2 separate regions of the Mus musculus genome follow, and region 2 is linked to region 1. The links are chromatin contacts, called in public HiChIP or PLAC-seq maps. All regions are on one chromosome and are shown on one strand. Each heading gives the region's core, a stretch centred on a gene start, on an enhancer-like site or on the middle of the called end of the contact. The rest is flanking DNA. Distances are from core to core; before and after follow the strand shown. Region 1 holds the start of Slc6a11 (solute carrier family 6 (neurotransmitter transporter, GABA), member 11). Region 2 overlaps Slc6a11 (solute carrier family 6 (neurotransmitter transporter, GABA), member 11).

Region 1 (6,815 bases), core at 1,237-3,736:
AGAACCCCCCTTCAAAGCTGACTTAGCCTCAGCCTGGGTAAGGACTGCCGTAAACACAATACCCACGGCCCCGGGCCTTTCTACAAAATAAATGAAATGAAGTTGGCCCTGCCCCTAGCCACAGATGGGGAAGCCCCCCACCTCCAAATCCCTCACTTTCTTTCTCTCATCTAATAACAAAGCATGAGAACCCAGCATTCTCCATCTGATGTTACGAATGCAGGCTTTACCTGAAATTGCTTTTGCTAAATGAAGCCTCTTTGCCCACAGGATTAACAGCAACAAACCTTGATGAATCCAGATAGTGTGGACTTAGCTACTAGGCTTTGAAAGGGTCTTAAATCTTTTTCTGAGCAGGGAACTAATTTAAGATTGTACCCTGGTACTTTCAATTATTGTGAGAATCTTCCAGTCCAGCCTGCGGACATGTTATTTTTAGAGGAACCCACAGCCCAGCTAGATTGAAGGCAGAAACTTATATGACAGAGTAAAAGGCGTCTGAGGCCTGACTCCAAATCTATTTGATTAAAAAGCTGAAGTGGTTCCCTTAAGAGCTTGTAATTCACCTTTGAGCCTCCGAGAATCCAACAGATGACGCTGGTGGGAATGCCAGCTGGCCGGTGTACCCACAAAGCTAGTACTGTAATTCTTAAAATAACTAACTTGACCATGCCGGGGGTGTCTGCATCGATGGAGGCTTTTGGCAAATCAAAGAGCAAACAACCAACAATGAGTCACGTTTCAACTTTACACACTACAACCTTAAAAACAATTTGTAACAAGGCTTCTGATTTACCCAATTTATCTCCATTTTCTACTTTTGCCAAATGCGTCTTATTTAGGCCTAACATTTCCCAGATGAATAAAGATGTTAAAATAGTTTCTGCCCCAAACTATCCTAAAGGTACAGCTTTTCCTAAGCACACATGGTAGCTTCTGAAGGCTCCGTCTGCACAGTGAGGCAGGGCCTGCCTGAGGGCACAGGGTGCATTTTGGGTCTTCAAGTCTGCAGCCAGCTGTCTCCCCTTGCCAAGCCACGGACACCACTGGCCACTTCATTACCAGTGCAGGACAGGCCTGGAGCAGCCTGTGCCTTCAGGGTGAATGTCCCCAAAGAAAGGGCCTGAGCCAGGCAGTGTGGTTCGCAGGCCCCTTAGCTGTTTGTACAGGAAGCCCTGCACTGTCCCTGCCAACCAACTTCTCTATCACCTTTTTAGGGTTTGAGATTTTTTTCTTGAAGATTAGGGGTAGGACAGGGAGGAGAAAAAACGCCAACACAGGTCTTTTCTGAGAGGAACTGTGCCACCACAGGCTTTAATGGGACCCCTCGCCACTCTGCCATCCTACTGTGATAGGAAGGGTGTGGAAGTTTGAGGGGGATGTGGGGGTGTTGGGTACCACTCTGAGATGGGGACCACAGCTTCATTTCTTCCTAATGGCACTCTGTGATGCTGTCGTTGGAAGGGATGCTGGTCTTCCCCGTCTCACACACATCAGCGTGGTTGCAGTTGTTGTGGGTGAGTCTGAGCCCAGTAAAAGAAACTGCTTGGTGCCAGTTTTTCCTCCAGAGAGGCCTAAAATACTTTCCCTAGAAAGGGCCTACTACAGAGGGGAGCAAGTGGCAAATGGCCGTCCAAAAGTTCTCCCCCGGGGGTCAGCCTGATCCTGCACAGAAAGCTTTTAGAGTCTGAATCTCACTCTCAGCAGTAGTAAAACAGAGAGTTTCTTAGATGCTTAGTACCATCGTCGTTGAGATCCATAACAGCATTCCCTTCCAAGGTGACTGACTGTGAGACGATTTAAAAATTTACAAGACATGGCTAACGCTGGGCCCCTATTCCTGGCACTTCGGCGACCTCTCTAAAAGATTGCTCAGATCAGTCTCTTCCTGTGAGGACAGGGAACATCCGAGGCTAAATAACAGGTTTCTGCCTAAAATACCAGTGAGAGTGGCCTGAAAGCAGAGCTCCTGGGCCAGGTCTGTCCCTCACGCAGGTGACAGACGCTGCTCTGGGCCCGGTGGCAGGTGGCAGATGGTGGTGCGCTCAGGTGCGAAGCGGGCTCTGTGCACGCAGGCGCAGAGAAACAGGTGGGCCCCGTGCAGTCCCACAGCTCCTGGGGACTGGGAGGGGGGATCGGGGCCATGCACGAGAGGTGTCACCCCACCCCAGGTGTCGCCCCGCGTCCCCGCCATCCCCGCCGCGCTCACCTCCGCCGTTTTTGTAGCACAGGTAGGGAAAGCGCCACACGTTGCCCAGTCCGATGATCTCTCCAGCTACGCTCAACACGAACTCCACCTTGTTGTTCCAGTGGCCGCGCTCGTGGACAGCCTTGTCGCGCGCCTCGCGCGTCCCCGCCGCGCCCCCGCCGCCGCCGCCCAGCGTCTCGGACCCCCGCGCCTCCTCGGCCGCTTTCCCGTTGCCCAGGGGCAGCGCTTGCTCCGCAGTCATGGCCGCCCTGCCGCCTCGTGCGCCGGCCCCGGCTCTGCGCCGCCGCCCCGGGCGCCCGGGCTTTTGAGAGGCTCGAGCGGCGGGCGGGGGAGCCGGGGGTGGAGCCGAGGGAGCCGCCCGGGTCGGACCGCACGGGACGGGGACACGATGCCCAGGCCACCTCCTGCCCGCTTGAATCCCGGGATGGTAGGGGCGCTGCAAGTCCAGTGACTTGACCTTGTGCGCCCAGCGCCTCCCTTAATACCTTGACCTTGCGCCCACCTGGCTAACTCAGGGCACAGGGTTTGCCCTGCAGCCTGACTCGCTGGCTTCTGAGTGCAGGTAACAGCAGAGTTGTTATCCAGGCCCAAGTGGGCTATGAGTGCTGCACCTGAACTTCTATCCCCTCTCTGTGACCTTTCAAAGCTTGGGCCTCAGTTTTCCCATCTCTACTCAGAGGTAGATGGGCAGCTCTAACTTTTGAAGGGCGAACAGTTGTGTGTGTAGGGTTCAGTTGCAGGGGCCTGGTGAGAATACGGCCGGGGCATGAGATGCAAAGTCCTTTTGAAGCTCCCTGGTGATGGTAGCTGAGCTGTAGCCCCAACCCCATGCCCAGTACCCTCTACCCTGGAGGTCTCATTCCCCCCTCCCCCTCGTGGCCCCACTCTACACACATATGAGTCTCAACAGTGTGGCATTGAGTACGGACATCCAGCGGCAGGAGCAGGCAAGTCTAAGCTGAGTATCCTGCTTCACCTACGTGAGCTGTGTGACTTTGGCCAGGCTCCTGAGACTGCAGTTTCTCAGTTTGCTGTTCTGCAAAAGATGCTTCCAATATCACCTTCTTAGGTTTGTACTGCTTGCTTATTGTTTTGTTTGGGTGAAAGGATAAATGACAAGATGCTGATAAACAGTCTTCCTACAGTAGAGACAGTCAATGACCATGCACCATGCAGTATGCAGACATGCATGTCCACGTCTGGCTCAATACGTCCCTCCTCTCGGTTGTACAAACAGCATACAATGTCCTACAATAATGGCAGAGAACTTGGCGAAATATGCTATATAACATGTACTTAGAAAGTATTTGTAGATAATAAGGTCAAGGATATAGCTAAGTAAAAAGTCCTTGCTGATGATGTGTCGAGCCTTGGATTTCATGCCCAGGACCGAGCTGAAGTCAAGGGTATGGATAGAGATAGAGTCAGGGGTATAGGTAGAGAAGGAGTTGTTTTGGGTCGGATGACACTTGTGAGTTGACAGCTGGCCCTACCTGTGGTGCCCCTGGTGGAGGAAACTTTAAGAGGCAGAGCCTTAAAGGAGGGTCTTCAGGTTATTGCGGGCATGGGTTGGCCAGGAATATGGGAGCCCACCATCCTCAGGTTGGTCTCTTCTGCCATCCTGAGGTAAGCCTTCACTGTCCCATGACACACTTCTGCCTGAGTCCAAACTCAGGGCCTCTAGGAGGCAGTGCCAGATCCACACTGTACACTGCTTCTCGGAGCTATGTGCTGCCGCACTGAAAAGCTGACTGACCGACAGATGGAGGAAGGAGAGGCTGATGTCACGGTGGGTGTGGGCAGGTCCATGCTTCTTACATAGCCCTGGAGCAGACTCCTTGGGTTGCCTGGGTCCCTCTGGTCCCAGGGCTCCTGGGTCCCTGCCCTGTGACCCTTAGACACAACCTAGATGCCCTTCTTCCAAGCTCACATTTCTTAAAGAAGTAAGTGGAGTGTTGAATTAGTCTTGGAGGACTAGGCAGCAAATCCTGGTTCTTGGGCTTCTCTACCCACAGCCTGCCTGAGCCCTCTGTGGATTCGTGTACCTTCCCCTCTCCCTGCAGTTCCCACTCTTGTGATTTTTATGCCACCACCTCCTGTCCCCCACAGTCCTGATTGCTTGTTCTGATCTGCTTTTTCCCAGCCTCCAACCACTGAACTAAATACTGATGGTTCCTACACCAGGTCCAGGTATTAGAAAGCTCAGGGGAAGGTCTGACTTCATGCCTAGTCTCTGCCAGCTGCGATCTTTGTCAATTGGACACAAGCCAAGGTCATTTGGGAAGAGGGAACTTCAGATGAGATGATATCTCCAGTAGAAGGAATGCCCTGTGGGTACCTTTTCTTCATTTATGATTGAGGTGGGACAGTCTGGCTCACTGTTGACCAGTGCCACCCCTGGGCTGGTGGTTCTGGGTTAGCTAAGAAAAGCAGACTGAGTAAGTCAGTAAGCTCTGTGGCTTCTGCTTCAGTTCCTGCCTCCAGGTTCCTACCTTGAGTTCCCGCCCAGCTTCCGTCAGTGAAGGACAGCTAACTGTAAGATGAAACACAACCTTTCCTGCCCACGTTGCACTCTGTCATGGCATTTGTCACAGCAACAGAAGCCCAAACTAAGACAAAGGTTCTGTGCCTTTGAATTGTTACCTCATTGCTTCAGGCTCCATCTGTCAAATGGGTTCACATTCCACCTTACCTCGGGGTGACTTGAGGATGGCAGGCCTTGGCTTGTTTCTGAACCATTGCTATGGAAGGAGGAAGATGAGGAAGAGGAAGGCCTCTGTGTCTTGCTCTTGCTGATAGCCCTCAATGGTTCTTTTCCTACCAGAGAAACTAATCTGTTGACCTTGACATCAATCTCTCTGGCCTTCTGACCTTCCATAACTCCCTTTTAAATCAAAGCTAAGTTTCTCACAGGCTAAGACCAATATTTCCTTTCTCTCTGGCGATCACTGGTGGTACTTCATCGAAAATAACGGTTAAGGCAGGAATCCATTTCAACTCGACTCTTTGCATCCAGTAGCACGTGGTAACTGGGATTCAATCTGTTCTCGGAACAGCAGCATCCAAAGCTAGAGATTTATTCCAGCTTCTTCCTGCTGGAAGATGAGCTTGTTACCCTAGGGCCCTGGGAAAGCGCCTTCAAAACTAAAGAAGTGAAGCACCTCCCTCTCTGCGGAGCTCCGCAGGGTCAGCTGCTGGGACTGAGTTCTCCAAGCCGATCCTTTTCTCATCACCGTGATAAACTCTCTGTCTGGAGCCATTTATTTTGGCTCACATTTTCAAGGTACAATCCTCCATGGTGGGGAAATCGTGAAGTAAAACTGGTCACGTGACAAGGGAGGTCAGGAAGCAGAGAGATGGGGCTGGTACTCAGCTCAATGTATCCTTATTGCCCTATCAGGACGCACAGAGAAGAAGGCCTTCCTACCCTAGACAGGGCTAGAAAACTCCCCACCTATGAGACACCCGGGGGCTTGTCCCCTGGGTGTTTCTAGATCCTGGTGAATTGACCAGTCAACATTAGCTATTGCTGTGGGCATGCAGTGTGGCACAAGATGTGCCTTTTCAGCAAAGGGGCGGGGGACAAGAGAGTGTATTTGCAGGGTAAAAAGATTACTGTTAACACAGAGTGAAGAGAGGACTGGGGGACAATTAAGAGACTACCTAGGTCACTAGATTAAGTCAGGTGTGGTTGGTAGCTTAGTGGAGAGGATGAAGGGGAAAGGGGAGTGATAATGAGAGATTCCTGTCCACAAGGGCTTGACCTAGGATTGGATTTGAAGAGGATGGGGAAGTGCCAGACACCTCTGTGTTCACACATCGCAGCATCCCATCTGGACAGAGCTAATGTTGCCCCAACTTCTACCTATGCTCACAGCTCCCCACCTTGAGAGCGGAGAACCCAGGATCCTTGGGAAATGAGCAGCACTTGAATGTGTACACAGCTCTGAAGCCAAGAGCTACAGAACCAAAGAGACATGGAAGCAAAGATTCTGAAACCACAGTGACCTTCCTACACTCACCGATCAGGAGGTGCAGATGTGGACTCTCGGCTGTCATCAATGATGCAGAGATCCCCTAAGGCAACTTCTCAGCCTCAAGAGTCCAGGATAGTTTCCCAAGCCCACAGTCTGAGCTCACTGTTTCCTGTAAAACTCTGTTTCGCTGATACCAATAGCTATTTTCCTAATATATTTGCATTAGGAGCTCTGGTTTCTCTCCCTTCCCTGTAGCTATGGAATTTTCTAGATGTCTTTGCAGAAGCCTCACAGCAGAAGGATTTCATCATGGGCTTGCTTTGACACTGGTTCTAAGCGCCACTGCCTTCCCTTTCTCTCAGTGGCATGGCAACTTCCTTCCTCCACTGTTAGGAGGCTCAGGAAGAAAACAAGGCCAGTCCTAACTGAGGTGTCCAAGACAAATCCGGACCTAAGAGAGGACCCATCCCACCATCATTCCAAAACTACATCCAAACCCAGGTTAGATCTCAACTACCAGCAACCCGATCTGTCAGCCTCCAGTCTCATGACTTACAACGCTAGAATAGTCAATGAGCTGTTCTGAGCCACCAAGTATTAGCTTAGCCCATGCACTTCTTGGATGCCCC
Region 2 (6,815 bases), core at 3,216-5,715, 86 kb before region 1:
TGGAGGTCCAGCTCAAGAGGTTCCATGGGAGAATAATATTAGCATCTGGGCTAGAGATCACTTTTATGATAGTTTGGCAAAATTTGCCCTTTCTGCCTTTGTCCTAAGAAAATTTGCCTGAGGCTAAATTTAAAAGCATCAGGTTAATTTCCTCAAAGGAAGAGATGTAAAGACAGTCTAATATTGACTTTGTCACATGGTTATTAGTAACTAGTAATTAGCAGGTTACAATTTAAAAAGCCAACGGGACAGAAAAGATACTAAATGTACATGTACAGTATGGAGAGGAACAGGACCCTGGCAAGCCTGATGTGATAGCCAAGGCTTGTGCTGGAAGAGAGGCTCGGATTGTGAGATTAGAACTATTAAGGAGAAGCCAGATCTGCAATGGAATAAACGGAAGGCTACCCTCAATGGTGCAATATATATACAGCTGGCTCTGGGATACAGTGGGGTTGGGCTGTCTATAGTTCATTCTTTACCATGGGAACTCTATTCTCATCTTTTTCATATAACAGCCATGTGTTGGATTGGGCCACAGTCCTCTTCTGCTGCTTTGCTACAGACTAGAGAGGATGTTGCTGTGTGGAGGGATGGTGATGGCCCAGGGTGTATTTTCCAGTCTTTGTAGTTCTAGGATTCCCTCTTCAATGACTATCAAGAGTGTCTAGAATAGTGTATGTGTGTGTACCTCCTTGTCTGTGTGTACATCACATGCATGCAGTGGTCATGGAGGTCAGAAGAGGGTGCTGGACCCCTTGAAACTAGTTACAGAAGGATATGAATGGCTTGGTATGAGTGCTGGAAACAAATCCACGTTGTCTGTAAGAACAGCCAGTGCTCTTAACTGCAGAGCCATCTCCATAGTCCTGATGTCAACCTCTCTAATAAAGTCACATGCACCTGGACATCACAGAGTCCGAGAACATTCCAGGCCAGGTTTCTTAAGAATATTCCACGAAGAGCCATGACATGTCTTCACGGGAAGTCTGGAAGGTTCCTCCCTCAATAACTGGGTATAGCAGATATACTTGTCACTAAGAAGGTGCCTTAGTGTCTGGCTAGCAGCCTGGCCTCTTGGTATAGACTGAAGCTAATGAGTTTATCAATGAGCTGCTACTGCTGCCATAGTGAGGACTGCTGGCCACTTATGAGCCTTGATAGCTGGGGTTCAGCTAGATTCCAGCCTACTTATCACCTCCATAGTGCCTGTGCATGGGCCCTATGTCATCCATTACATGGTGACCCAAACCTTCCCTGCTACCTCAGTAACTGCTTCCTACACAGTCAATGGGAAAAAGGGACAAAGACCCAGAAGCTTCTACGGGAAGTTTTCTGGAGCCTGCAGGGACTGGTTCCTGTCACTTCTGTCTACACACCTTGACTGGAGCCAGGCCACAGGATCCCAAAATAAAGGCAAGGAAGTCTGGGAACTTTTCCCATGAAGAGGGTTTAAATGGCTAGAGCCTCACATCACGTTATCTCTAAGGCAGGACTTCATGCCCATATTTCTTTTACTACTTGAAATTTTCTATATACAGAATGAATGACTGAATAAATGAATGAATGAATAAAATTATGGTGGCCATGGAAGGATTTGACAAAGAGAGGAGAGGAGGAAAACAGGGGAAATGAAAACTTCTGACCCCTCCATGAAGTTGATGGGCCCCTCGGGAAAGACTTGACTTAATATTGGCTGAAGTGGACCATGTTCTTGCGACTGCCATGTTTAAACTTCAGGACTTGTATGATGTCCTTGCTCGGTCATTCTGGCATCTTTGCTTTCACTGAAGAGGAAATGGACCCATTGGAGGTTATACAGCCCTCAAAGGAGATTCAGGTCTGAGTCTGTGCTTCCTGGGTCTACATTTCAGAGAAAGTAGGGTTTCCTGGTCTTCAGCATGCCATCTGGCATCCCTGAGTCCCACAAAACAAATAACTTTACCTTGGCAAATGGGAACCATACACCCCAGCTTCTCTGCTTACATCTCCCAGGAGCTGCAGAGGTGGAGGTTCCTATGAGAAATGGCTTCCTATCTCCGCCCCCTACACAACGTGAAGGGAAAACAGTCTCTCTAAACAAATTCTAAGGAAGCCAGGTCAGTGGAGGAGCGGATCCTCCCCATGTTCTGCAGGATGAATGGGGGGCGTGCTGGCCTCGCTGCGAGGACGGCCCGCATTCAGAGATTTTAGGGCAGATTTGTGTGGGAACAGGAAAAGCCCCTTCACAGCTTTCAGGACAGCTGGTTCCAAGGAGCCCCAGCACATGGGTCAGGGTGCTACCTGCCTGCCCAGTGGGATCTTCAGGATTCAACAAGAACAGCTTTAGGCCTGAGGACAAATTCCTTCTCAATACGTAGAGGCTATGCTGCCACAATGGGTGACCCAGTCAGCAGGGATCGCATGCTACAGTTCACACGGTTGCACTGAGTCTTGTACCCACTCTGGAGCTGGCATCCATACCAAGTTTAGAGATGTGGCCCTTGGCTCACCCTTTCCCCATAAGCACTGACCCCAAGCTTACTTGGAGAACGTCTAATTTTATCCACATGTAGAGACAAAAGCTGTGTGTCTTTTCAGTACTGCTAAGATATAGGTGATTGACCCAGGGTATTTGGGGGGTGGGACAGGACATTGTGAGCAGGTAGGGACTACTTCTTTCTGTTTGTCTCACACAAAGGATAGAATCAGGGTTCATGCCTGGAGAGCCTGGAGTGGCGCCCACAGGGGTCTCAGCAGCCTACTCACAGTGTTAGATGAGCCAATGGGACTAGTGACCCTCATTCTTCTACAAGACAGCCCCTGTCCTAACACCCAGAGCAGAGAGAGATGGGTTGAAGTGAGGACTCTTGTTTTATCTCCTCCCCTGTAATATGGATACACTGGCTGATCTCTGAGAATAAGGAACTCAGTAGGTACACAATTCACAAGGCTTCCCCCAGTAGAGACAAAGATACAACATTTATTTGGCAGCGAAGGGCAGGTGAGGCAGCCAAGAGTGAGTGGAAGAGGTATGCTCTTTGAAAGCATCCGAGGTAGGATGAATCACCACAGAGAAATCCCAGCCAGAATGTGCCTCCAGGTCTGCAAAGAGTCCACTGTTGGTCAGCACCAATGGCTGTGTCCCACAGTGGGCTTATGAAGCCATTGGTAAGAACAGGTGTGTGCTGACAGTAACCCTGGTTACCACAGTGGCTCCCACCAGTGGTATCAGAGCCACTGGAGTGGGGCCTATCCCAAAAGCTGTTGCCTGTATGTGGGGTATGTTCTTCTAGCTGGGCTGCCTTGTCTGGCCTCAGTGGGAGAGGAAACACCCAGCCTCACAGAGATTTGAAGTGCCAGGGTGGGAGATACCCAGGGTGTCTCCACACACTAGTGGAGAAGGGAAGGGGTGATAGGGGAAGGATAGTGGAAGAGGTGCCTGGGAGGGGGACAGTGAATGGGATATAAAGTAAATAAGTAAAAAACAAAACAACAACAAAACCAACCAACCCTCCCCACAAAAAACCCAATAACAACAAAACAACCCAAAACCAACCAAACAATAAACCAACCAAACAAACAAACAAATGAACAGCAAAAAAAAGTTGGTGGGGAGTTCCTGTCAGATGCCTTACTCTGCTCCTCAGAGGGATTTGTGAACAGAACAAAAGGCGTGTGTGGACAGAGGTAGGTTGGGGTCTCACTCCTTCCGTATGACCCCAAGTAATTTCCTTCATCTCTCTGGGCCTTGGGTTCATCATTCATGAACAGCAGTAGATGAAATGAAAGGGTGCAGTGGGCACTGGGCGCCTGCCCCTTACATTGATGCTCTTCCACTATGCCAAGGAAACAAGCTCTCAGGTCTTTTCCAATATCCAATATCCAACCTCAATCTCCGGTTTCTGAGACACATCAACACTGCACAGATACACCTGGCTCCTCTGGCCATGAGTGCAGGAACCAGTGATGGGTGGGAAGAGCCAGTGTCTCTCTTTTCCTAGGCTCCCTGCCTCCCTGATGCCCAGTAAAAACTGCCAGACCCAACAGTGCAAGCAGCCTTTGACTTACAGAGCCAGGGGCCAGGACAGAGCTTGGTGACCCACAGCCTTTTCTTGAACATTTTATTTCCAGACAGACAGACAGACAGACAGACAGACAGACAGACAGACACATATACAGATACACAGATACACACAACTTTTTAAAGTGGAGCCCTCAACTGAAGCCAAACCATAACTATATAGCCTGGCAGGAAAGGGCTGAATCAAGGGCTTTCTTTCCACCTTTTCTATTGGGAAGGCCTCTGAAAGGATTAAAAGTAGGTTAGAAGAAGAATGAAACAGCTGTGTTTCCAGTGTGTACCTGACAACGGCTTTTGTGGAAGTGAATAATTACATGAGAACCGCTTCCTTCCCACCTCTTTCTCAGCCTCCTCCGGGTTGCTAGGCACCCTCGCTCCTTCTCCCGGCTAATGCCACATACAGAAGCAAGTGAATACAGTATGGCCATTATGAGGGGCCTGGAGTCCAGGAGAAGGATTCAAATGCTCCTCCCCGGTGGCTTTATGGGGGAAAGAGGGTTTGGGGGAGCTGACTTTGGATATATTTAAATGCTAATGTGCTGGGCCGGCAGGATGGTAGTGGTGGGAAGGGGCAGGGGATGTTGGCTTGAAAGCCCCACTGCAAACATGTTCTGTTGCTTCTCGAGTGGGTGCCAAGCCCTTCCCTGGGCAGCTGGCTTTGGCCACCCCTGGACCTGCCAGTAAAGTGTCAGTGGGATGGAGGGCTGAGCTGTGAGTACTCAGGCGCTGGCTGGCTCTGTGTGTGTATGGTTTGGGTGTGTAGGCTGATCCTGGTGGCCCGTGTGTGTGCAGTGGTGAGCAGGGGTCACTGTGGCTGGACCTTTGCCCGGGATGCTGAGCGGTTCCGTCTGAGACACAGAAAACAGAGGAAGTGGGTGGGTGGTTGGTGGTATCAAGTATGTAGCAGTGACCTTTGGTGTCTTATGTAATAAAATCCTGGGGGCTATGCATACCTGCCCCAGTTTTATCACATGAGGCACTGAGCCCCATTTTGAAAGGGCTCAGCAGAGGAGGTTCAGAACTAGGACCCCCTTCTCAGCTTGGACCTCCCCCAAGGTCTGTTCATGGGCTCAGAGATCCAGTTAAACCAAGATCTTCCCCATTGGGACTTCTTCAGGAGATCATCCCTGGTGTTGTAGATGGCACATTCCACATGCAGGACTTGGCAGACACTCATAAGCCTCATTGACTCCCACTAAGAGCTACAGGTGCCCCTTACCATTGTGAACACCAAGCTGATGGCCCATCTCATTCAAAGTGACCTGGATGAGAGGTCCAGCCTTGCTTTGGCAGGGGTCTGGTCTGGCAGCAGTAGCCCTCACCCACAGACAGCACCAGGCCAGTGTGCCCTGGACCAAGCCAAACTCTAGCTCCCAAGTCCAGCCCTAAGCTGGCATACTCTCTTGTGTCAGCCAAGCTGGCCCTGGGATGAAGCCTCAGCCCCTCCCACTATGGCCACGTTCTTTCCTCTAATAACTGTGGAAATGATTCAAAGTCAGGGATGCTTTGTGTCCCCTGAGGGCCATGGCAGTGTGGGGTCCAGTTTACAGAAAAGTAAACTTAGGGTTGGAGGAGAGAGAATATAACTGTCGGGTAAAAGACTGCTCACTTTACTATGTCTGCCTCCACACAGAACAGAGATCTTCCAGCACCATTAAGTTCCCTGAGCATCATCTGTCTGCCTTAGCAAAGACGGGGTTCCATGAGAGCGCCCAGCCCTTTGTGCCATGCCTGGCAAAATCTCAAGAACAGAGACCGCATCTGCTCGAGACTCAGCACACAGGAACTTAACCTGCAAGGTCCACGCAGAATCCTAAGTATCAGGCCAGGTGAGGAACCTGTTGGACTGAAAGGGAAGGGGACCCGAGTTCCTTGGCAGATAGTCCCTGAAGTTCACGAGCATCCCCCTAAAGCCCCTTCTTTTCCTCTTAGCTTTGGTTTCCTATTATATAAAATGCAGAAACCAGACAACAATGGCGATGTCCACTATGTGACACGCCTACCCCATTCTCACTGCTGCCCAGGTCAGGCATTACTAATCAATCATTCTTCAGTCCTCAGTCCTGCTATGGTGAAAAGGGCCTGCCACCAGCCAGAGTTGGCCATTGAGTAAAACCTGGGAGATGACTGTCCATCTCTGACATTTCAGGCAAGGAAGAAATAGCTAGATTTCAGGATGAGTTGAGCCCGTTGCAGAAGTCCCATGCAGAAGCCCATAGTATACTCACAGAAATATACATGTTTAGTAGGTCACTGGTGCATGCATTGGCCCGGGAGGCTAGAAGGGAACAAGATGGCAAAGATGCAAACAAAATCCTAGGCTGAGAAAGCTAGGGTGGGACTGAAGTTGCCTAGGAGGGGCACTTCCAGACAAATGTCTAAGTGAGGGATGAGGGGCATTCCTGACCCCCAACCCTCACCCCTCCAGAGTCCATGGCGCAGGTACCAATTTATCAATGCATATTTGGTTGGAAGTTATTCAAAGTTTCCAAGCAGGAATGTGCCTGTGGGACTCACAGGGAGGCTGCAGGAAGAGATTACTCAATTCTGTGATGATCAGATGCCTGATGCTGTGTGGGAACACACTCAAGTCCCCAAGGAGCCTCCTAGAGAGGCATGTTGTCTGGGGACTCCCAATAGTCACAGGAGTCAATGAGTTTCCTCCCTGGCTGAGAGTCTATCCTGGAATGAGTCCCCTGTGGCTGGGGATAAGGAGAACGTAGGTGCTTACAGCGCTCTGAACTGCACTTAA

The links. HiChIP or PLAC-seq counts read pairs in DNA pulled down with a chosen protein or histone mark.
Region 2: an H3K27ac HiChIP or PLAC-seq map of neural progenitor cells shows a contact between it and region 1, with 5 times the contacts expected there. The contact joins the enhancer-like site here to the promoter of Slc6a11 in region 1. A contact is called at or near these places in 10 of 39 promoter capture datasets (cranial neural crest, embryonic stem cells, frontonasal cranial neural crest and 4 more), 3 of 484 Hi-C or Micro-C datasets (all in embryonic stem cells), 3 of 115 datasets of contacts at active chromatin or transcription factors (extraembryonic endoderm stem cells, forebrain and neural progenitor cells) and 1 of 9 other capture datasets (pancreatic islet).

What each region holds. Positions count from the first base shown.
Region 1 is chr6:114,126,912-114,133,726 of GRCm38.p6, reverse strand. It overlaps Slc6a11 (solute carrier family 6 (neurotransmitter transporter, GABA), member 11), which reads right to left and starts at 2,486. Exons shown (of 14, transcript NM_172890.3): 1 at 2,210-2,486. The coding sequence starts at 2,450.
Region 2 is chr6:114,214,876-114,221,690 of GRCm38.p6, reverse strand. All of the region lies in intron 6 of Slc6a11 (solute carrier family 6 (neurotransmitter transporter, GABA), member 11), which reads right to left. Among named protein-coding and RNA genes, the nearest start is that of Gm52916, 53 kb to the right of the region's middle. Within about 2 kb of position 4,465, at least 24 of the 459 cell types and tissues checked have an H3K27ac peak or open chromatin away from gene starts, as enhancers often do. A contact at or near this core is called in forebrain, hippocampal neurons, neural progenitor cells and 1 more, where this site is marked.